Regions from separate parts of the Mus musculus genome. Here region 2 is linked to region 1. A link is a contact called in public HiChIP or PLAC-seq data. All regions are on one chromosome and are shown on one strand. The core of a region is the stretch at or near the end of the contact, and the rest is flanking DNA. Distances in the headings are between cores, read along the strand shown. Region 1 overlaps Wnt5b (wingless-type MMTV integration site family, member 5B). Region 2 overlaps B4galnt3 (beta-1,4-N-acetyl-galactosaminyl transferase 3).

What was found. HiChIP or PLAC-seq counts read pairs in DNA pulled down with a chosen protein or histone mark.
Region 2: a contact with region 1 is called in an H3K27ac HiChIP or PLAC-seq map of regulatory T cell precursor, with 5 times the contacts expected there. The contact joins two enhancer-like sites. A contact is called at or near these places in 1 of 484 Hi-C or Micro-C datasets (bone marrow-derived macrophages), 7 of 115 datasets of contacts at active chromatin or transcription factors (CD4 T cells, bone marrow-derived dendritic cells, embryonic stem cells and 3 more) and 1 of 9 other capture datasets (embryonic stem cells).

What each region holds. Positions count from the first base shown.
Region 1 is chr6:119,507,291-119,514,450 of GRCm38.p6, forward strand. All of the region lies in intron 1 of Wnt5b (wingless-type MMTV integration site family, member 5B), which reads right to left. Among named protein-coding and RNA genes, the nearest start is that of Gm30690, 7.1 kb to the right of the region's middle. Within about 2 kb of position 2,596, at least 48 of the 459 cell types and tissues checked have an H3K27ac peak or open chromatin away from gene starts, as enhancers often do. A contact at or near this core is called in regulatory T cell precursor, where this site is marked.
Region 2 is chr6:120,260,111-120,267,270 of GRCm38.p6, forward strand. The region is part of intron 1 of B4galnt3 (beta-1,4-N-acetyl-galactosaminyl transferase 3); the gene reads right to left. Among named protein-coding and RNA genes, the nearest start is that of B4galnt3, 31 kb to the right of the region's middle. Within about 2 kb of position 4,326, at least 55 of the 459 cell types and tissues checked have an H3K27ac peak or open chromatin away from gene starts, as enhancers often do. A contact at or near this core is called in regulatory T cell precursor, where this site is marked.

The DNA.
Region 1 (7,160 bases), core at 1,346-3,845:
TTTTTTTTTTTTGACAGGGTTTCTCTGTGTAGCCCTCCCTGGCTGTCCTGGAACTCACTTTGTAGACCAGGCTGGCCTTGAACTCAGAAATCTGCCTGTCTGTGCCTCCCAAGTGCTGGGATTAAAGGCGTGCACCACCATACCCAGCTACATTTCTTTTCTGCCTTGTTTTGAAACAGGCTCTCACTATGTAACTCTGGCTGGCCAGAAACTGCCTTTGTAGACCAGGCTGGCTTTGAACTCAGAGAGCTCCCTGCCTCTGCCTCCTGAGGCCTGGGACCAAAGGCCATCTTCTATCTCTCTCTCCCTTTTGGATAATAGCCAAAGTCTGAATGTGTTTTCTCTGATACTTTAGACGTTTCCTGAAGCAACCTTACTGCTTGCTTCTATGTGTCTGCTTGCTGCGCTGACTCAAGAGGCATGGCTGTCTGTCCTCTTCTCCATATCCCTTCCCTGCGACTGCTGAGAGGTAGAGATTGCTCAGTCTGTTGTTTTTTTTTTTTTTTCTGCAATCCTAATAATAAAATCAGCTTCAAGCTTCCTACTAAATCTTACTTGTCTTAGTTTGGGTTTTATTGCTAAGAATAGACACCATGATCAAGGCTAGTCTTTTTTTTTTTTTTCTTTTTAAGATTTATTTATTTATGTATATGAGTACACACTGTAGCTGTACAGATAGTTGTGAACCTTCATCTGGTTGTTCAGAATTGAATTTAGTACCTCTGCTCCCTCAGGTCGGCCAGGTGGTTTGTGAGCCACCATGTGGTTGTTGGGATTTGAACTCAGGACCTTTGAAAGAGCAGTCAGTCCTCTTACCCGCTGAGCCACCTCACCAGCCCCCAAGGCTAGTCTTATAAGGAAACTATTTCATTGGAGCTGGCTTACAGTTTTAGGGGTTCAGTGCATAATCATCATGGTGGGAAGCACGGCAGTGTCCAGGCAGATACGATACTGGAAGAGCCAAGAGTGCTACATCCTGATGGAAGGCAGCCACGAAAAGACTTTCTTCCGCAGGGTCTCCTCTGCACTGGGGGGTAGCTTGAGCATAGGACCTCAAAGCCTACTCCCACAGTGACGCACTTCCTCCAACAAGGCCACTCCCACTACAAGGCCACATCCACTGCAAGGCCACACCGCCTAACAGTGCCACTTCCCGTGGGCCAAGCATATTTAAACCACCACACAAGTTCAAATTATTTTACTAACAAGACTAACAACCCAAAAGAGAAACTGATTTCCACAGTAAAATATAGCTCCTCACTAGGTCATTTCAAAGTTTCTAGTAATAATTTTTTTTTTTTGAAACATGTAGACCAGACTGGCCTGGAATTCACAGAGATCTGCCTCCCAAGTGCTGGGGTTAAAGGTGTGTGCCGCCATGCTTGGCCGTCTAATGACACTTCTTTGTGGTTAGCATGCTTGAGTGCCACCGTGCTTGGCTCATCTTTCTTATGGGTTCTTGTAGGGCAGTTTTGCTGGTGACAAATGCCCTGTCTCTGTTTACCAGAAAGGAGTTGTTGCCTTCCTCTGGAAGGATGATCTCAGCAGGTGCAGAACTTGAGGGTGATAGACTGCTTTCTCTCAGTTCCCGAAATAATCCACTCCACTCTCTTCCTTGCCTGCCCAGTCCCTGAGCAGTCAGAGGCAATTCTTAGTATTTGGTCTTCTTTCAGGATTGTTTCTTTTTCTTCTATTTCCTGTTATTTAAAAACGTTTTCTTTGGGGGCATTCATCGTGCTTGAAACACCTTGAGCTTCCTGGATCTGTGGTTTTGTGTCTGATGTTACCTTGCAGATGCAGAAATTCTCAGCGGAGTTGTTTTAAATCCCTCCTCCCCCTCTCGTGTCCTTTTGGTGTCCCTGTAACACGTGTTAGCAGCCTGCTGTACTTGTCTCACAGTGCTATTTTTAGTGGTGAGTCCCAGACAGGGTCTCACTGTGTAGCCTTGGCTGGCCTGGAACTCACTCTATAGACCAGGGTAACCTAACTCATAGAGATCCTCCTGCCTCTGCCCCTGGAGTTCTGAGATTGAAGGTGTGCGCCACACCTGGCTGTCTTGTGGTTTTTATTCTCACCTCCTTCTCTGGAACCCTTTCTCCTCGCAGATTGTCAGCATTGGCGGTTTCTCCTGGTGCACCCTTCACTCTGAGACTCTCCTTCGCTGTGTCCACTGAAGGTGCTCCTTGCCTCTGTTAAGTGGTTTTGCTGTGTGGCATTTGCTGTTCAATCTCTCTCTCTCATACATTGCTCATCTGTTCTTACAAGCTGCCAAGCTTCCCATCAGAGTTTTAAATTCCTAGTCCGTTAGAGCCAACATCCCTGTTAAAGCCAAGTCTGGCTCATGCTTACTCCGTCTCATTATTTGAGTTCTAGTCTGTCTTGCAGTTTTTTTCTTCACAGCCAGACATGACTGATCCGTTTCCTATGACTATAACAGGATACCTGCGACTGAGTAATGTATAAAGGAAAGAAGTTCCTTCCAGCTCAAGTTTCCGGAGAGCGGAACGCAATGATCGAGTACCGAATCTGGTGAGGTTTTTCTTGCTTCGCAGTAGAAAGCAGGACAGGATCACACACACAGGAGAATGGAAAGAGTGGGCAGGGCCCCTCATTCCTGCATCGCTGTGCTTTCAGACTTGTTTTTTGTTTTTGTTACAACTAAGATTCTTGTGGGAAACTAGCCACGTCACAAAGCCACTCTTTCTTTTAGGAGACTTAGAGTAAATCTGGCTCCTCATAATGTTGGACTGAGCATGCCCACCAGTGCTTGTAATTATCATATTTCCTTTTTTGAACTATGATCTTAAATTGAACATGCTCAGAAATGTACCAATCACTAATATCCTTTCTCATAAAGATTCCCAAATAAAAAGCCCCCATGCTCCCCTCGGAGAGGCGCCGCTTTGGAGGTGGCTCCAATGCCCCCTTCACTTTCTCCTCCCTTCCCTCCTGGGAGGGCTTCTGGGCTTTGAACTTGCTAAGGTGAGATGCATTTGTGCTGGGTCACATGACCTGCTTGTTGGGTCCTGTTCGGCTAGAGCAGGTACTCATGGGGAACAGCATTTTTACCCTGGGACTCTATGCCTCTGGGACCCACCTCCCAGCAGAGCCACCCTAAGGAATTAAATCCCAACATATAAATTCCTGGAGGCTCATGAAATTGAATACTTTGTCCTCAGTTGGTGACACTGTATGCATGTGTGTGTTGGGGGGCGGGGCGCAGGGGTGGTTGTGGAACCTTAGAAGGTAGAGCCTTGCTGAAAGAAGAGCATCACCAGTGGGGTGGGTTTTCCCTATTTTCAGTTTGCAGCGGAAGGCATTCAACTTCCTGCTTCACTGTCTTCCACCCATGACAGACTCTCCCTCTGGGTCCATGAGCCAAAATAAATGTGTCTGTAAGTTGCTTTGGGTCCCAGTGTCTTATCACCCCAACAAAGGGTAACTGATACAGGCGAACATACTCAAAGTAGTAACTGAGTGAAAGAAACTGTTGCATAGAGGCATTCAGTAACATGGTGGTATGTGCAAGGTGGGGGTTGGGGTGTGGGGCGACGGGGAGGAACACTCCACATTCCCACGATGAGATCTCAGTGGTTTGGTGAGCCTGTGCCCCGGACTCTCAACTTCAGGAGTGCTCTGCAGTATTTGCTGGGGGCGAGGAGTGGAGGAGGGACAGAGTTGTAATTTCCAAGCTCTTTACAGGATGGATAGGAAATGAGACCTTCTACCCTTCATCTTAAATATGTGTGAGTGTGTATGTGTTTACACATACACACACACACAAAGAATGATGATCTCTATTATTGCTGAGGAAGAAAAATACAATTACACCGTGGTAGCTGCACACAAGGAATTCACAAATCCCCCTAGAAAACACACCTGGATGGCCTGTCTCCTCATGCCCCTTGAGGCAGGGGAAGAACTCTATTTCAGACCCTGTTCCTCCATCACCGGACAAAACATTATCACTCGCTAATGATGTCTGCTGAGATCCCAGATGTGAAGGAAATTCACAAAGATGAACGGCCTTCCCCAGGGGGGCGGGGCTCTTCCCATTTGAACAGGAACATACGCCTTGTTCTTTTTTATACTCTGTTTGGGTCTGCAGCCGAGTTTCTCACTATGTCTCTCTGGTCCAGAGGAGTCGTCTTCTCCGTTTATGAACTGGGTTGAATCGTTTCACTTCCATGAGCCAGGGGATACTTTATGGAGGATGAAGAATTAAAGAGGCCTTGGGGCGGTGAGGAAGGAAGTGGGAAGGCCCATGACGTGGCTGAGCAGCCAGGCCAGGCCTCTTCAGGATGGGAGAAAGCTGAAGGCGGTGATTAGTTGGTCTGGTTTAGAAGGTGGGAGACCTTCCTTGATGATCATGGAAAAGTTGCCGGGACATTTCAAGAACAGGCGGACTAGACAAGAAAAAGGCCTATTTGGGCTCTGACTTTATCTAACCAAGTCCACTGCCAATTTTACCTTCCCCTTGCTGCTGAAGACCTTGGGATCTATTTTTCTGAATGTTGCTATGTATGTCTAAATCTGGGACAACACCGCACATCCTCTTGTTGCCTCAGAGGTCCTTCTTGGCTGTGCTCTTTTAAGGGTCCCAGGGCACAGTTTGTCTGTAGGTGACCCTGGCTAACAGCACACCTAACAGTACAGACACTGATAGGTAGGTGTTACAGTGGATCAAAGGTATTTCAGTGAATTGTACCTGTTACAGTGGCTCACAGATGTTACAGTGGCTCACAGATGTTACAGTGGCTCACAGGTGTTACAGTGACACTCACAGGTGCTACAGTGACTCACAGGTGTTACAGTGACTCAACAGGTGTTACAGTGACTCACAGGTGTTACAGTGACTCAACAGGTGTTACAGTGACTCACAGGTGTTACAGTGGCTCACAGGTGTTACAGTGACTCAACAGGTGTTACAGTGACTCACAGGTGTTACAGTGGCTCACAGGTGTTACAGTGGCTCACAGGATCACAGGTGTTACAGTGGATCACAGATATTTCAGTGGATCAAAGATGTTACAGTGGATCACAGGTGTTACAGTGGATCAAAGTGTTATAGTGGATCACAAAGGTTCAGCAATAATTTTCTTGTTTAGTAGTTTTCAACTTTCCCCCAAAGAGCTGAAATTTTCACATAATCATGTTTTGACATAAAAGGACCAAAAACATTTACTCAGCTGAATGTTGGGGAGAGGAAGGGACCTCTACTCTCTGTTAAGTAAGAACTGTCTCGAAGTTCAGTCTCAAAAACTGTACTTTGCAGGTATGCTGTTTTAGGAGACAGGGGCAAGAGGGTCACAGGTTCAAGGCCAGTATGGGCTACACAGCAGGACCATATGTAGACAAAATGCCTATGCCTCCATTCACCCCTCTGTGTTGACAAGTGCACGAAGGGCTCAGATAAATGGTCAGGGCTAGAAACCTGGGGACAAACCCTACTTTTGATCTGTATTCTTCCATTCTCTCTACTATAGCACGCTATCTCTGTGAATATCCTCTGCGCTCATGGAACTACAACGTGGCAACGGTAAGCCACAGAAATGAGTGACTCAGTGCTCTCCCCTTGCCAGCCGCTTCCTGAGACAGGGAGGGCTACTTCTTTCTGCCACATTAGCTCCAATTGGCGAGTCTAAATTCCTCTTGGCGGAGTAATATAGGTCAGATTCCATTAAGCATATATCACTACAATGAAAACACGTTTTAAAATGCAAACGCAGCCAGGATCTACTTAATTAGCCAAAGTTTAACAGTGACCTAGATAAAAATTTAGATGGTGTTCGGGATTTTGTGGTGCGATTCGGTCTATATTGTATCTGTTTGCCTCTAGCATCAATAATCGAATGCCAAATGACTTCTGAATTATTCACTATAAATGTGGTCGATTGTATATCACAAAGCCCAACACTTGGATACCCCTATCCCAGAGGCACTAGGGAGTGTCTCCACCCCATCTGGCTTCCGGTTAGATAGTGAATTCCCATGTAGAGTTTATAGTCCTGGCACAAAGAAAAGGAAAAAAAAATCAATGCATACAGTAGGTCTTAGAGAACCTAAGTTCACCCACAGTCTCAGGCTGATCTCTGGGAGAGGCTCGGTGCTCACCTCATCTCCTAGTCGTGGTGTTATCTACATGACCAGAGTCCTTATTAGAGTAGTTCTGTTCGAGATCCTTTAGACGGACCAGAGATGTTGGTTGGGTTTTTGTCGAGCCAGAGTCATTTGGGAAGAGGGACTTTCAATTAAGAAAATTCCTCTGCATTAATGGCCTGTAGGCAATTCTGTCAGGCATTTTCTTGATTAATGTTTGGTATGTGGGGGCCCAGGGCCAATCCCACTGTAGGTGGTGCCAACCCTGAGAAGGTGGTCCTGAATTATGTAAGAAAGCAGGATGAGCAAACCATGGGGAGCGAGCTGGGGAGCAGTGTTCCTCCATGGCCTCTGCATCAGCTCCTGCATCCAGGTTCCTTGCCCTGTCTCCCCTCACTGAGGGACTGTTGTTAACCCTTTCCTCCGAAGCTTGCCTTTTGCCAGTGTTTTTTTATCACAGCAATAGAAAGCCATGTGAGAGTTTGAAGTGAATGTCTGTACACACAAGAGAGATTCAAGGGTAGGGCAGAGGCAGCATTTCCCAGGCAGGCTGAGGTGAGCATTTCCCTGACAGACAGACCCACACCATTCAGCTGGAATTGATCAAGGAAGCAGTCACAGTGATGGGGCCACCAGGAATGAGGAAAACATCTACCTGGAATATAATAAATTCAAGGCCAAGCTCCAAGAAAAACATCAAACTTGGAAAGAAAACATTTCAGATGACAAAGTTGAGACTGTCTCTGGGATGTGGCCACTTAGGTCTCTTCTCATGCCCGACAGCTGGGATCACGGCCCATTTCTCAGGGCCTGGGTCCTTGGCACGCAATGCCTTTAGGGTGATGGAACCAAGTCCTTTGTGAGTCTTCTGGGAAGAGGACTGGGCGTAGGGCCAAATCACAACCCCTGTCTAAGGACTCTCAAACACCGGCCCCAGCTTGAAGCCTGGTGTCAGAACAGTTCATGCCGGGGGACTCTGAACCCTGCTTGCCCTCATCCACTCTGGTACCTCTCTGCCCCACAAAGGGAAGGGGATTTAAAAGCATTGAAATAAAACAAGG
Region 2 (7,160 bases), core at 3,076-5,575, 750 kb after region 1:
CTTCTTCTTCCTTTCTTCTTCTTCTTCTTCTTCTTCTTCTTCTTCTTCTTCTTCTTCTTCTTCTTTTTTCATTTCTCCTCTTTTCTTTTCTCCTCTTTTCTTTTCTTTTCTTTTGTTTTTCTCTTCTTTTCTTTCTCCTGTTTTTGGAACTCCCTCTGTGGACCAGGTTGGCCTTGAACTCTTCTCCCTGAGTGCCAGGGTTAAAGGTATGTGCTACCCTTCTTGTGGTCCTTTCCTTAGATAAGCTCAGCTCGATGGACATTCATCCTTTTATTTATTCACTAGATATTATTTCATTCAAGAAAGAAAGTTAAAACTCAAGTTGCCTCAAAGCTGACAAAATAGTTCAGACATTACATAGCAAGAATACTCACTGAGTTCCTTCTAAGACTGCAGATGCACAGAGAAAGGAGAGAGAGTCAGGACATGAGGGCAAAGAATTAGAAAGGAATTTAAAAGCCAGCACTGGAGAGGCAGAGGCAGGCAGATCTCTGTGAGTTCGAGGCCAGCCTGGTCTACAGGATGAGTTCCAAGACAGCCAGGGTTACACAGAGAAACCCCATCTTGAAAAACAAACAAACAAACAAAGATTTAATAACATGGTGTGGTGCTTTAAATATGTTTGGCCCATGGGAAGTGTGGCCTTGTTAGAATAGATGTGGCTTTGTTGGAGGGTGTGTCACCGTGTAGGCAGGTTTTGAGGGCCCCTAGTGCTCAAACACTTTCTGCCTGCCTTTAGATCAAGATGTAGAACTCTCAGATCCTCCTCCAGCACCATGTCCGCCTGGATACTGCCATGCTTCCTACCATGATGATAATGGGCAGAACCTCAGAAACTTTGAGGCAGCCCCAATTAAATGTTTTACTTTATAAGAGTTGCCTTGGTCAGGTTGTCCCTTCAGCAATGAAACCCTAACTAAGACACATATTAGTGTGTGTGTGTGTGTGTGTGTGTGTGCGCACATCTCACACTTTGTTGAGAATTGAACCCAGGGTCCCACGAATACAAACTAAAGTATACTCCAGTCCAGAATATCACAATATTCTTAAGGAATCTTCTACAGGAGTGAATGTTTAGTTAAAAAAAAAAAAAAAAAAAAAGGTAACCCTATGAAGTAATGAATATGCTAACTGGGTGGACTTAGCACTTCTGTGATCCATCTTCCACCCACCAGAAGTAATGTAGTAAAAACTAGTAAGTAAACAACTGATATGCAGACATTAGAAGAGAAGAGAGTTCAAGCAGGAAGGCTGCTTAGGTGGTAGATGGTAGACACACCTGGGTGGGCCCTCTCTCTCGATGACCTGGGATTATAGGCAGATGGAGCTACACATCAGACCTCAATTTGCTTCTGGGCTCACCCTTGTTGCCATCTTTTCTGGGCATAGGTGATCTGCTTCCTGTTTAGTGTCCTGTCATCCCTTCCTAGGACATGATGGGAATCAACAAGAAAATGATATACTTTATAATGTGTGATTTGAGACTAGGGGAGGAGGGGGTTCCACTTCAAACCCACTCTGCCTGTTCGTTTCCTAACCCAGGGATCTCAAAACTGACTTAACATGGATGACCTGAACTCCATTCTAGCCCGTGCACACATACAGGTTCCCACACACACATAGGTTCGCACACACACACAGGTGCAGCAGCTCCATCACTGCACACTTGGCACAGAGCAGGGAATGCACAGAGGTGGCAAAACGCCAGCTCTGCCCAGCGTCTACGTGTTCTTCTTCACCTCAGCACACAGCATGTCTACTGTGAGGGCAGCCGACCACCCTTCTCTCCCCTCCCCCTGCCTGTGATTCCTAAACTGGAACTGGCCAGCCCCTTTAACTGCCTCTTCCACTCCACACCTGTAATCACGGCTGAGGCCTCTGCCAGCTTTGGATGACTGTGGGTGTCAAAGCTCCCAGCCCAGAGGCCACTGCAACCTTCTCTAGATGTCCCTTCCTCCTGCACTCACTCACTTTCCTGAGCTTTCCTTCCCAGACTCACCCTTTCTCCAGCTCTCCTCCCTTCCTTTTATTGACCTTGGTTTTCTTTCTTTCCCACAACTTTCAGTCTGGTACCTATTTTATATGGGCACAAGGTGGGAAGATCTTTGTAAAAAGGGATGGGAGTAAAGGAGACTGTCTCCCCCGTGGCTGTTATGCCTGTCTTTTATGGCTAAGGGGATATAAAAGGGTGTGAGGAATGTTACCATGCCTTCCTTCAGTGGCATGGGAGCACCACACTGTTTTTCCAGGGGCTTGGGAGCACTGCACTGTTTCTCAGTAGCATCACACCCTTTTCTTACATCCTGGCCTCTCCCACTCTCAGTGCTCTCAGGGTGTCAGGCTCAGGACGACCACCTCCATCCGTTCGGTCTCTGCTGTCACTGTCACAGTGTCCACCTACTCTTCACAGAGGAACCCTCAGCGGCCTCGTCCTATGTAGAAGATAATCTCTACTGTCCCCTTGTCAGGAGATGCTCAAAATACCTCCCTGTAAACAGCAGCCTGTCAGCACGTCATCTCCACCTAGATGAGGCGGCTGGATGTGTAACCGTAACTGCTGTTGAAGAATCTTTTCAAGCAAACATCTCAAGTATGTAGACATCTGTGCATTTTTGTAACTGCAAGGGCCATACATTCAATAATTTGATTTGCATATTAATAAAATTAATTCAGCCTATTGTGTTAAAAAAAAAATGCGGCCCTGTGTGTGGCCACCTCATCCTACTATACTTTATCTTCCATAACCAACTCTGCATGTGGTGAGACAGGACATAAAAATCTCATCCTCTGAAAGCTGCCTGCTCAACTGGAAGTTTGTGTTGTCATCCTGAGCACAAAGAAATGTGCCACGCCTAAAGATGATCTCCAAGCGGCCTGATGTCATTGACTGACTGATGCTCCAGAGAAAGAGACCTGACTCAGAACGGCCAATGGCACCACTCGGACCTCCTCTGACTCTGCACTTTGCCTCTTCTGAGGTCCACACCCTCTTCCTGAGCTTAGGTGTTCCTGGCTGAAAACTGGGCCCAACAAGCCACTACCAAAAAGAACAGGGGAAAAACTTGCCAAGAAGAGCCACTGAGGTGAATAGGATCACAGTCCTATCACTGGGGAAGAGCGAGCTGATGAGGCCACACAGCCAAGGATCCCGTGGAAACCCATAACTACTGTCCCCAGGGCCTGCCCCTGCACTCTGCATCTCCACCTCAGCTCAGCGGGGTAGAGCTTGGCTCCTCTCCCCAGGCAAACCCTAAGCTCTCTGAGGGCCGCCAGGCACCTCGCCTCCCTCCCTCAGTGAGCAGTGGGATCATTTAACCTTAACAGAGAGCAAGAGAGCAAAGGACGAAGAGGTTCCTTTGGAAGAAAATCCAACAAGTCCCCACGGAGCCTCACTGTGCTTGTCACTGCTTTGCTGACGCAATTTACCGTCACTTTCTCAATGACGTGAAAAAACCCAGTGGCAAGGAAGCCAGCTTTAACAGTAAAGAAACTTAAGAAGAGACAACACTCCTTACTCCACCAAGTATTCTCCGGAGCAGAGACTCAAAAGCTACTGCAAGCTTCATGGTTAACTCCTGCACTCATTCCTTCTTTTAATCAGTAATTAATGAATTGTCTACTGTGTGTCATCTAGCTACACAAAGACCAAAGGACAGAACTCTCGGCCTCGAGCAGCTGCAACAGTGTTCTACCACTAAGCTATGCCCCAGCCTCAAGTCTCTTTTCCCTGAGCCTGTGTTACACTTAGGTTTCTTCAGAGGTGAAAGGAGGTGCTTGGCCGCATCTAATGGGGTACGGGTGGGTGAGCTGAAGACTGTACGAGGTCAGTAGGTTTGGAAAGTGGGGTCATCGAGGGTTCCAAGACCTACATGACTTCTTATCTGTATGATAAATAGTAAGGATGGAGTGTGTGTGTGTGTGTGCGCGCGCACAAGAGAGAGAGAAAGAGAGAGACAGACAGAGACGGAGAGACATACAGAGAGGATCTCAATGTGCCATCTTTCATCTGGCAAGGAACATTTCCCCCAAAGACCTCATTCACAGCTCCACACTGCAAGCTGTAAGCCTGAGGTTCACTTTATAGGTCAGAAATCTGAGACACAGACAGGAAATGGGCTTTGTACAAGAGCCCAGGGAGGATCTGTCAACTGATCGCAGAAAACTCTGGCTCCTAGGAGACACACCAGCGAGGAGGGAGGAGGGGGCCAGCGGGAAGAGGGTATAAGTGACAGTTTCCTGCCTGGTGATGGAGACAGCAGAGGCCCCGAGACTGTAGGGTGTGGCTGCTGAGTGGTGAGAGGTGTGGAAGTGAGAAGGAACAGGTATTTGGGCTATAAACCAGGGAAGCCTTGTGGTCAGGTGAGTCACTGTGCACAACGCCCCACAATCCCTGGGATCTCACTGCTGGGAAACGCTGGCTGGAAATGAATGCCAGGCCAAAACTTTCTACCTTACTGCGTCTGTTGAAACACTGTATCTCATCTTGGTAGGGTTTCCTATCCAGGAACTTGTTTAACCAAGCAGGGTGATCAAGGATGACAAGTCACAAGGACATCAACACCACAGTGTAACAGGGATCATCTGCATACTCATTTCCTCACTGTCATATAGACTTTATTCAACGATGTCACCTAGGGCCAAGCAGTCTGCTTACGATTAAGCCACAGGCCCCAGGCTCGCTTTGACCTCGCTGTACCCTTCTTGGCTTTGTCACCCCAGGATTGTCCTTTTACCTGTCTGCATTCTTTTCATATGTTTGCTCCTATCCCTCTGCCTTTCAAGATGGGCTCACTGGCCCGAAACTAGATATATAGTCCAAGCTGGAGTTAAACTCATAGAGATCCCACTGCATCAGCCTTCCAAATCCTGGGATTGCAGGTGTGAACCGACACTCTTCTTCCCATGTCTCTCAGCACTATCTCCCCAACATCCTTGTCCTTATCATTTGGGATGCAATACCCAGAGTGTTTGTTACCTGTGGCTGTAATCGAATACTTTGCTTCCACCCTGAATGTGTACTAAGAAAGTGCTGGGAAAAAAAAAGAAAGAAAGAAAGTGCTGAACATGACTGGCAGGCAGAAGAGGGCTCACCAATGACAACTGCATCAAGTTAGAGCACCCGACAGCCAAATGCGCAGGAGCTGGAATCTCAGCTTAGGACACAGAAAGCCCTGTCAACAGGTGACAACTCACAGGTCAGTCAACTACTGAGCCTGTGTCCTAAGGAATGTGATGGGCAAGCTAACCTGCAGCTGTATCAGATCTCATCCTCCTGATCAGAAAACCCAATCCACACCCATCCAGTCTCCTGTGAAGCCCAGCAAGATATCCCGGCGTGGTTTCCTCTACCCTTTGCACTGAGCCTTAGAGGGACCTGGATCCTACCTAGGGCACGGGGCAGGTCTATGGAGAGTGTGGCCTTTCCAGCCAGCTCAGAAGCACTCATGAATCCACCAGTCTCTCCTATACACTGAGTTCCTGCTGGAAGGACCACACTGCCTGCCGCATAGTCTAAGTGAAAAGGCAGAAGTATCGTCAGAAGACATCTCTGCCTCTGATGAACAGGGTAGCTCCCAGCTTCACCTGTCAATCAAGATCATCAAAATGTGATTTGTAATGATGGCTGGGCCCCATACAGAGCTGCTGTATTCGAATTCTCAGGCTCCCTTGGTGGTTCACTATGGGCTAACTGGGAGCCAACAACTTTTAGGGAACAATAGATCATGTCACTGGACAACCCTCATCCCATAGTTCTTGGATCCAAACTTCTCTAAGCCTTTGCATAAAAGACAAGCCAAGAAAGGAGGGGCTAGGATGTGTAGCACAGTGGTGGGATATTTCCTTCAGCATGCACAAGAGCCTGGTTCAATCCCCATATACAAACGGATGATGCTTTCTTGATCACGGTGTAGAAATGATCATATCTGTACATCCTCTTCACAACTACCCTTCAAATATTAGTAATACTGAACCCTATTTTAAGGATGAAGAGGCTGGAGAGCTGGCTTAATGATTAAGAACACTGGATCTCTTCCAAAGGTCCTGAGTTCAAACCCCAGCACCCACATGGTGGGTCACAACCATCTAGAACTACAGTTCATTGGGATCTGATGCTGTCTTCTGGTGTGCAGATCTACATCCAGACAAAAAAAAATATACATAAATAGATAAATCTTTTTTTAAAAAAGAGAAAAGATTGAAGAAAATTAAGCTTCCTAGCTTAAGTGACTCGTTAAGGAATACTCTGCCCAGTCAGGAGTCAGGCCTACCACTCAGTTTCATCCAGGACTAAGTTCAAAGTACCTACCCAGCATCATAGATAGCAGGAACACTGACCCCTGAAAACAGAGGTCACCCCAACTACACAGTACTATGGGGAGGTCCATTGATGAGCAGGCAGTAGGAAGGCCTGGGGATCCAGGGATGGGCAGCAAGGAAATTCAAAGCAACCACTCACCACCCATCGACTGGGCAGCATAACGTGATTACTTTGGTACGTGTGCTGAATGTCCACACCGACAGCATCCATGCCTTCCACTGTCATTCTGTCCTGGCCAATTAATACCTTCCCTTCCCACCACCAACACTGGAGCTTCTATAGGCAGCCCTGATTCACCTAAAAGACATGGGAGGAGCCATCATGTAGGGCACAAGCACAGTTTATGTTGTCAAAATCTCAGATGGGCTTTCTTCCATAAACCCGGTAAGTACGTATGCCTGCTCACGGAGCTTTTGTGCATCTCTGGCAAGAGAATGCGCAGGTTTGAGTGTGTGGAGGGTGGTCTATGCCTGTGGAGGTAGGTATGTCTGGCTGCACACACATGGGGACGACAGGTCATTATAGGGTGTCCTTGTCTATTGTCCACATCATTTTTTGAGACTGGATGGTCAGCAAGCCCCTTGGATCCACCTGTGTCGTCCATGCCCCACCAACATCGGGATAACAGGCAGGCACTGCCATGTCTAGCTCTTTGCATAGGTGCTAGGGATCCAAGCTTAAGTCCTTGTTCTACACAGAGTATTAGTTATAAATACATATGTGATAAAGCACACCGTGACCAAGGCAACTCATCAGCAAAGAGTTTCCTATCGATTATAGTTCCAGAGGGTTAGAGTCCAGCAGGCAGGCATAACAGGATGGAACAGGATGCTGAAGAAGA